2 separate regions of the Gossypium hirsutum genome follow, and region 1 is linked to region 2. The links are chromatin contacts, called in public Hi-C maps. All regions are on one chromosome and are shown on one strand. The core of a region is the stretch at or near the end of the contact, and the rest is flanking DNA. Distances in the headings are between cores, read along the strand shown.

The links. Hi-C and Micro-C count contacts between places; a contact is called where the count stands out from the background.
Region 1: a contact with region 2 is called in a Hi-C map of leaf, with 3 times the contacts expected there. The contact joins the promoter of LOC107922578 here to the enhancer-like site in region 2. A contact is called at or near these places in 17 of 34 Hi-C or Micro-C datasets (anther, callus, cotyledon and 4 more).

What each region holds. Positions count from the first base shown.
Region 1 is chrD01:42,300,334-42,304,700 of Gossypium_hirsutum_v2.1, forward strand. LOC107922578 (zinc finger protein SHOOT GRAVITROPISM 5) reads left to right here and starts at 1,834. Exons shown (of 3, transcript XM_016852668.2): 1 at 1,834-2,268; 2 at 2,363-2,762; 3 at 3,205-4,112. The coding sequence starts at 2,148. The coding sequence ends at 3,925.
Region 2 is chrD01:42,090,780-42,094,902 of Gossypium_hirsutum_v2.1, forward strand. No RefSeq gene overlaps it. Among protein-coding and RNA genes, the nearest start is that of LOC121214139, 45 kb to the left of the region's middle. Within about 2 kb of position 1,637, at least 2 of the 9 cell types and tissues checked have an H3K27ac peak or open chromatin away from gene starts, as enhancers often do. A contact at or near this core is called in leaf, where this site is marked.

The DNA of each region.
Region 1 (4,367 bases), core at 584-3,083, 210 kb after region 2:
TTTCACATAATTAATTATGAAATTTATAAAACTAACGAGTTTAATTAATTAGTATAAGTTATCTATCTTTAAAAAATATATACAGGAGAGCATTATGTTGCAGGCATGAGATCAATTTATAAGTTTTTGATGTTCTAAATTCATTGTAAAATATTTAATTAAAAAACTTAATATTTTATTGAATTAATATTTTTAATTTCACTCATTGAACATTATTTTCATTTAATAAAATATGATTAATAGATTTTTCCATGTAAAATTTAAATTTTTTTATTGGAATAATATTTTAATTAAGATCATTTTTATTTAATAAATTATAATTAATAGACTTGCTTATATGATAAAAATTATAATATTACTTAAAATTTTAAATAATATGTTGTTATAAAGAAGTAATTTAATAAAAGAAATGTACTTCATAACTATGCTTATTGTGGGGATGGCACGAGCCCCGATCTCCCCCAATATGGAAAACTTTTCATTTAGGCCCTTTAAAATTTTAAATTAGTAAAGGTAAAATTACACCTTGACCCCTTAAAATGATAAAAATTTGATTTAATCCTTTAAAAAATATAAAGATATAGGCTATTAAAATGATAAATTATATTTTTACTATAGTAAAAATTACAATTTAATTTTGGTCCCCTAAAAAAATTTTATGATTTCCCCTCTGGTTATAAGTGAATTGTTTTAAATGATTAAAATAAAAATATAAAAGTTGATTCTACTAAAATTTTGATTATTATAATGAAATATTGTTATAACAAGTTATCATTAAAGAAAGTAATTCAAACACATTATTTGATAATTGAATTAAAATGTTGATTGAATAAGTGGGGTAGTAAAAAAGATTCTGTTAATATTTATCGATATGTTATTTAAACCATTATCATCATCTATAGGGTTTACACAATTCCATGATGATAATTAACGATGTTTTATGATAAAAGAATAAGAGTGTTTGTTGGAACCCATGCAAACCCATTTCATATACAGAGCCAATATGATCTTATATATAATATTGTTATTTAATATCACAATGTAGATACGTACTTCAATTGAGTTGAATTTCATCACTGTAATTCTATCTTTAGCTCAAATACTTTTCATTCAAAACTTTATTTTTTCAACTTTTTATATGTATAGGCAAAATCAGTATCTACCACAATAACTCTTTTGAGCTCATTAGCTGAGTGATAAAACAGTAACTTTCTGGCAAATAGAATTATTAGGGTTCCAATATCCTTTTTTCTTTATTGGAGAAAGAGTTACATAATGAGGAATAGGGCAAATTTTGAAGGATGGGGAGGAGATTTTAAATAAGTAAAAGAAAAAGAGAGAAAAAAAAATTCTCTTATAGAAATGATTACAACCTTCTTGAAAGTGACAAATCTTGTTTCCCTCATCTTTAGAAAAACTGAAAGAAAACAGTACTAATTTAGGGTTTTAGTTAAATTTTGCTTAATCAAACAAATAATCCATTTTCACCCCCCCCCCCAAGATTTACATCTCAACTTTTTCTCACAAAAGGGAAATGAAAAGAGAAAAAAAAAAGGTCAGGTGGAAATGGAAGGGAGGTGTGGCCTGCAGTTCCTATTCATATATACAAATAGGAATAATATATGAATAATAAAGAAATAAATTCATGCAAATTACTGTGTGATTGAATAATGACAGTTTGTTTTGTTGTGGGGATGATTTTTTGTTCCTGTCCAAATGCCTGTGTGTTATTATGTGGGTGTGGGCCCCCAAAACACAAGCATTTGTGATTGAATCAGCCCCCTCTCCTCTCTCTCATTCAAAGGAGCTTTATAAGTAAGACTTGCCTCAACCTTACCTGTTCATGGTGGGGGTCTAATTGAAACAGCAAAACCAAGAAAACTTTTTTTAAATAAAGCTTAAAAGAAAGAAAGTTGATGGCAGAAAGCAATAGCTTTTTCTTCTTCTCCATGTTCCCTTCCCTCTCTCTCTGATCCCCATTTTCCTTTGTGTAGTGTTATCAGTAAAGCTGAATTTCCCCTCCCCCACTAGCTACTCCAAGCCAAGCCCTCCACCACCTGTACAGCTAAAGCAAGATTGATTGATTTGTTTTTTCACTTCAAACTCCATCACCCACACAACACATATAGTGAACTGCAACCATCACTATGTTAGACAACAACTCTTCAATTTCTGCTGCACCCCTTCCATCTTCCTCCTCTGATCCCCTCACTCCTTTGGAAAATGGGGCCACCCATAAAAGAAAAAGAAAGCCAGCAGGCACCCCAGGTTGTACTAGCTTATATGTTTTAATTCATTAGTTTAATACCCTATTCTTCTGTTTTTTGTTTTGTTCATAATTGAATTGATTTTGTGTTTGTAGATCCTGATGCAGAGGTGGTTTCTTTATCTCCAAAAACGTTGCTGGAATCGGATAGATATGTTTGTGAGATCTGCAACCAAGGGTTTCAAAGAGACCAGAACCTGCAAATGCATAGGAGAAGGCATAAGGTGCCATGGAAGCTGCTGAAAAGGGAATCACAAGAGGTGAAGAAGAGGGTGTTCGTTTGCCCCGAGCCAACCTGCTTGCACCATGACCCTTGCCATGCTTTAGGTGATCTGGTTGGCATCAAGAAACATTTCCGGCGGAAACACAGCAATCAGAAACAGTGGGTTTGCGAGAAATGCTCTAAAGGTTACGCTGTTCAGTCTGATTACAAGGCTCATCTCAAGACTTGTGGCACCCGAGGCCATTCTTGTGACTGTGGCCGTGTCTTTTCCAGGTCACTCTCACTTCACTTCTTCATACCCCCAAAATACAACCTCCTCTTTCCTCTTTCCTCTCAATTTTTTTCCACATTCAAACCCTAAAAATACCCTCAAAATTATCCTAAAAAACGAAATCCAAGATTGATTTCCTCTTCCCTATTCCCCATAACATGTTTTTGTTTGTTTACTTAATTAAAACCCAATTACACGCAAAATAGTCGTTTACAGACACTAGAATTCAGACCCCAGTTCATTTTTTAATTAGTATTTTAATACAGGAAACCTAGTCTCATAATCCGACCTATAGTTAACTAAAGTCAATTTTATATTGCTTTGTTCCTCGTTAACCCTACATGAAGAGGACTTGGTTGCTTCCTTGACTTAGTCTGTATAATCCAAACTTGATTATTTAAAAATGGAACAGTCCAAATTCTCATCTAATCTGTGTCGTTTCAGGGTGGAGAGTTTCATTGAACACCAAGATGCTTGCACCATTCGACGAGTTCAACCTGAGTTGCAGGCGCAGCTGCAACCTGCAGCAGCCTGCTCCTCTCGAACGGCTTCAAGCACTAGTCCTTCAAGCGATGCCAACTTTAGCATCGCCCCATTGCATGGATTGCCGATAACAAAATCAACGGAGCCTGTTTTCTTGTACAAGCGTGTGTCTGGTTCAGACCATCAGCGCCAACAACTGCAACACAATCTTGAACTTCAACTTCTACCTTCATCAACCGCTAACTCGAGGGATTCAGATGAGGAGTACGCTACACATTTGAAGCTATCGATAGGGTCCAACGACGGTGGTGAAAAGAATGCAAGTGAAACGACATTGGAAGCTACTAGGTTGAAAGAGTTCGCAAGTGGGCAGCTAAAGTTGGCCATGGCCGAGAAGGCCTACGCCGAAAAGGCTAGACAAGAAGCTAAGAGGCAGATCGAGATGGCTGAGCTTGAGTTCGCTAGTGCAAAGAGGATAAGGCAACAAGCGCAAGGTGAACTGGAGAAAGCTCAAGCCTTGAAAGATCAAGCCACAAAGAAGATAAGTGCTACAATCATGCAGATCACTTGTCAAACTTGCAAGCATCAGTTCCAAACATCAACAGCTGCTGGTCCAGATGATGAGACCTCACTTGCTATGAGTTACATGTCTTCGGCCACAACAGAAGGGGAAGGAGAGTGACGGCAAGTTGATCATGCAATGATAAATGATCAACCCCCATTAGCCCTTAAATCTCTTTGTTCTTTGATCTGCATGTTGAGTTTTTCTTTGCTTTGTCAACTAGTTTTTCTTCACTTATTCTAACCACTATCGTGGATTTGATATAAGAAAAAGAAGAAGAAAATGGTCGTTTTAAGCAGTTCTTGAATCGATTTACTATATCTTCATTTGTTTAATAGAAAAAAAAGGGGGGGGGTAGACATTGCAATTTAATTAAATGCAGTGTGACGTACAGTATCTATATAAGATATATGAACAAATGGTCATGCCTTGAGATTTTCTCAACCGCTTATTGCACTGCTACACCTGCAGGTATGCCATGTGAATGTTTTAAACATCAGGGCACATTTTTATCGTCCGCTTGACTTCAAATATGCTGAATCCCATCATAAAGCTTGGAGAG
Region 2 (4,123 bases), core at 387-2,886:
GTTATTTTAAATGTATGATGCAAAAAGGGTAATAATCTTAGGAAACCTAAATAACAAAAACATATTCATTCTGCTTATTGTGTTTTTTAGTTTGAGCAACATACTGCACATCTTGGTATTAATTTCAATTCTATCTTTTTATGATGTTGATGCATATTCTCTAAACAAAATCTAAGTTGCAATCTTGGATAATGTTTACAAAACAATTAAAATGAGTATTTTAGTTAAAATAACATTTTTCAAAAGTTAATTAAATTACATTAATTTTAAATTATTTAGAACATTTTTTTGAGATATTTGAAATAATATCAAAGGATTGATAATTTTTCAGCTCTGTCTTGTAGAAACCTCTAGACTCAATTATCCTTCTTCTTCAAGAAAGATCATCCTTATCAACACTGTAATCATAAAAGTAAGTTTATAATTATAGAAAACAATCCTAAATTATGAAATTAAAAAAAATAATGACAAGACTTTGTTATAATAAAACCTATGTTACAAAATAAGGATCTATATTAAACAAGTTTATTGATTCAAATGACGATTCATTTCTATGTCTCTTTGAAGAACTATCTTTTACCATCGCCAAAATCTACATATAATCAACCTAAATTGTTATTATATATTAAATCAATTATAAAAAAAATGATAAAAGTTATGAACACAACAATAAAAAGATGAAATCTAAAAACTAATTTCCCACGTACCATATACTTTTTCTAATCTAACCTAAGTGTTATATATATATATATATTTGAGATGGTATTTATAATCAGTATACAAGCCCCAAGCCAGAGATAATAGTTGGGATAATTTTCAAATTTGTTTATTTTATTTTATAAGAAAAATATGAAAAATTACATCTAATAGGTGGAAAAAAATTTTAATCATGCAAACAAATATATAGACTTCTTAACATTCAAAAATGAAAATTTAAAAATACAAAATCAGCATCTCAATAAATCAATAAAGAAAACATATTAGAAAAGAGAAAAGACCTATCAAAACCAGCTTAATGAACAAATAATAATAATAATAATAATATTTTATCGTTAAAGGATATTTTGCATGTAAATTTTAAGGGAAATAGTGTGTACGAGAAAAGAAGAATAGAGCACTGAATCAAGACACATGGATTAACATGTGGCTAATTTTTTTTCCTCAATTTTGCTTGATTAGACATACTGTTTTTTGATATTTTTCAGGTTTATTTTATTATCTGTATTTGAAATTTGTGTTATCCTTCTCAACAGATAAACATTATGCTATTTATTATTGTGTAAAGGAAAAGAAAAACTCATCTACTTATCCAATGAGCCAGAAGCCAGCCAGCCCTCAAATTATAACCCATGATAGGTGTTAAACAGATATCCCATTTGGGAATTTTTTTTAAAACTAAAGTTATTGATTATAGATGAAAAAGGTGCTAAATTGGTAAAAGCGTAAAGTGATTTTTGCAAAGAAATATATTAAGTATCTTTTTACTTATTTATTTTTTACAAAACATGGGGGGTTAAGGCAATGGAAAATTAATACAAGTCGTTGAAGCACATGAATCCCAAGATAAATGGATATTATCCATGGGCCCATCTTGAACTCGGACGAATTGGAAGAGATGTTTGATATCATCATAAGCTGGTTGGACCATCCATTCTACTTTTGTACCTCATTTATGATATTAAGCCTTTTTCTTTTTTTTGGTCACTTCCAGAGAACCCGCACATAAAAATATTATGATCTTTTAGTATAATAAGGATAGACCGAAGAGTGACAAGTCTGGCTTGTATTTTGCTGGCAAACTTGTAGCTTCGAATGGATAAGAGTTGAGAGCCTCTGTGGTCTTGGGCGATAACTGCTCCACCACTCATGCTATTTCGCCTGCAATAAACAATGCAAAGAGAGAGTGCCCATTCTGAGACAGGATTATCAATAAGGTCCGATCTTGGAATTCTTAACTGATGGCTTTGCAAGTTGTTAATGGGAAAGGCTTTCATTATGGAATCATGGAGATTTTGGGTCCTTATGACTGCCCTTGCTGGAGAATGATCGACCATTCTGAAAATGAGTTTATTCCTTGATTTCCAATTTATCCAGAGAGTGCAAGCTGCATAAGTGTAAAAATTCTTTGAATCGATGGAGCTGATGTTGTTTGAGTTGAGCCACTGAAGAAACCAGGATGATAGAGAAGAAATTCGGAGAGAGTCGGATAAGAGGACAAGAGAAGAACCAAACCACTGCTCGATCGAAACTGCATTCAAGGAAGAGTTGTTTAATGGATTCCCTGCCATCTTTGCAAAAAAAAAAAAAAAAAAAAAAACAAAACAAAACACACGGAGGTTATCATCATCGGAAAGGCGTCTTGAGAAGAGCTCCTTGGTTGGAAGGCAATTTGTGCATATTTTCCAAAGGAAGATGGTAATACTGTAAGGGAGTTTAAGCCTCTATAGATTAGTCTATGCTTTGTTAGAGGGTGAGGCTGCAGAAGTTGAAGGATTAAATTGACACTCACAGGCATAAACACTCTTCACAAAAAAGCGACCGTTAAAGTTAAATTTCCATACAAATTTGTTTTTACCACCCTGTATCGAAAGGGTCCTGCTGCGGAGGTCAGAGGCCCAATCATGATTGACGACGATATTGAGAGATTTCTCTTGATCCAAAATATTGATGCTGGGGAGTGTAGAAGCATGAACTTAAAATGTTGGGACAGACAATTTAATAGTATCAACAAGAGGGAGATTAGTATTTGGCTCTTAGAATCTTTGTGAGGAAACAATTGTGATCAGTCATTATGTGCCATGAAATTTTGGTGAGAAGGGCATCATTGAAGGTGTTGATCTTCCTAATACCCAGACCTCCAGCAAACAATGGTGCACAAATTTGTTTAATTTATTCTTATTTTTTTTAGTTATAATTAATAACACCTCCAATAGATACATTCAGCTCTTCCTATAACAATTTGTCAATATTTTAGATATTATAGAGAGGTGGTTGATACCCACCAACATCTAACACATTTATAACATCATTTAAAATTTAGATTATATTTAAATTTTGTGAAGTTTTAAAATTAAAAAATTATTATATCAAAAATATTATTAATTAATGAGATTTAGATAATATATTTAATAATATTTACAAATGTAACTTCATTTATTTTAATAAAAAACATTAATATTTTTATATAAAATTTGAACATTTTAATAAAATAATATCTTAACTAAAATTTATTATATCTTATTTTACCTAATAATGTAACTACTATTATTAAAATTTAAAACAAAAGATTATCATAGTGAAGTAATTTAATAAATTGTGTATTTTATGGTGATTATTATTATTGTTACAGAGAGTAGAAATAATATATAAAAAATGGATTTTATGACAAACTAGACCAAAAAGATGTTCTTTCGGTTTCTAAAATATAAAATGCATGCATACAAAACTAGTTTTGTAGTATTTCACTTTTCTAAGTTAATAAATTGGTATCCACCAACACTTTTTTAAAATATATAAAAATTTTCAATAAGTTAAAGGTATATCAATTTAAAAAATATCGAAAAAATAATAATATTCTTTTATAAATGGATATTTTTAAATAATTTGTATATTAGCTTGGTGATTTTGATTATCACATGTCTACTTTTCCACCTCCATCATTAATTTAATGATGCTAGTCAACGCTCAAAGTAATTATTTAAGGTCTTTATATTAAGGTTGGGTTATATTTTTTTTATTTATAAATTTTTGTATATTAGATCAAAGAGTAAATTGATCATTATGTTAAAAATTTCATCCATTTCTACTATTATAAATTAGTAAGTGTATGTCAACATGAGGTACACATGGCATATCATGTGTCATTATTTAATCAATTCATCAGCCGCATCAGTTTTTATCAGTATAAATGGATGCAATTTTTAACCAAAAAAATTGATCTGCTCTTTAATCTAATGTATAGAGATTAAACTATTCATTTTTTAAATAGAGAGGACAAAACTCTTAATAGAAAGAACTCCATAACCAAACAAAATAAATAAATTTTAAATATATCAAAGTTAAAATATTCGAAAAGTTGCAAGTTTTTGTAAACAAAGGCAATTTAAAAACTCCGTTTTTTTTC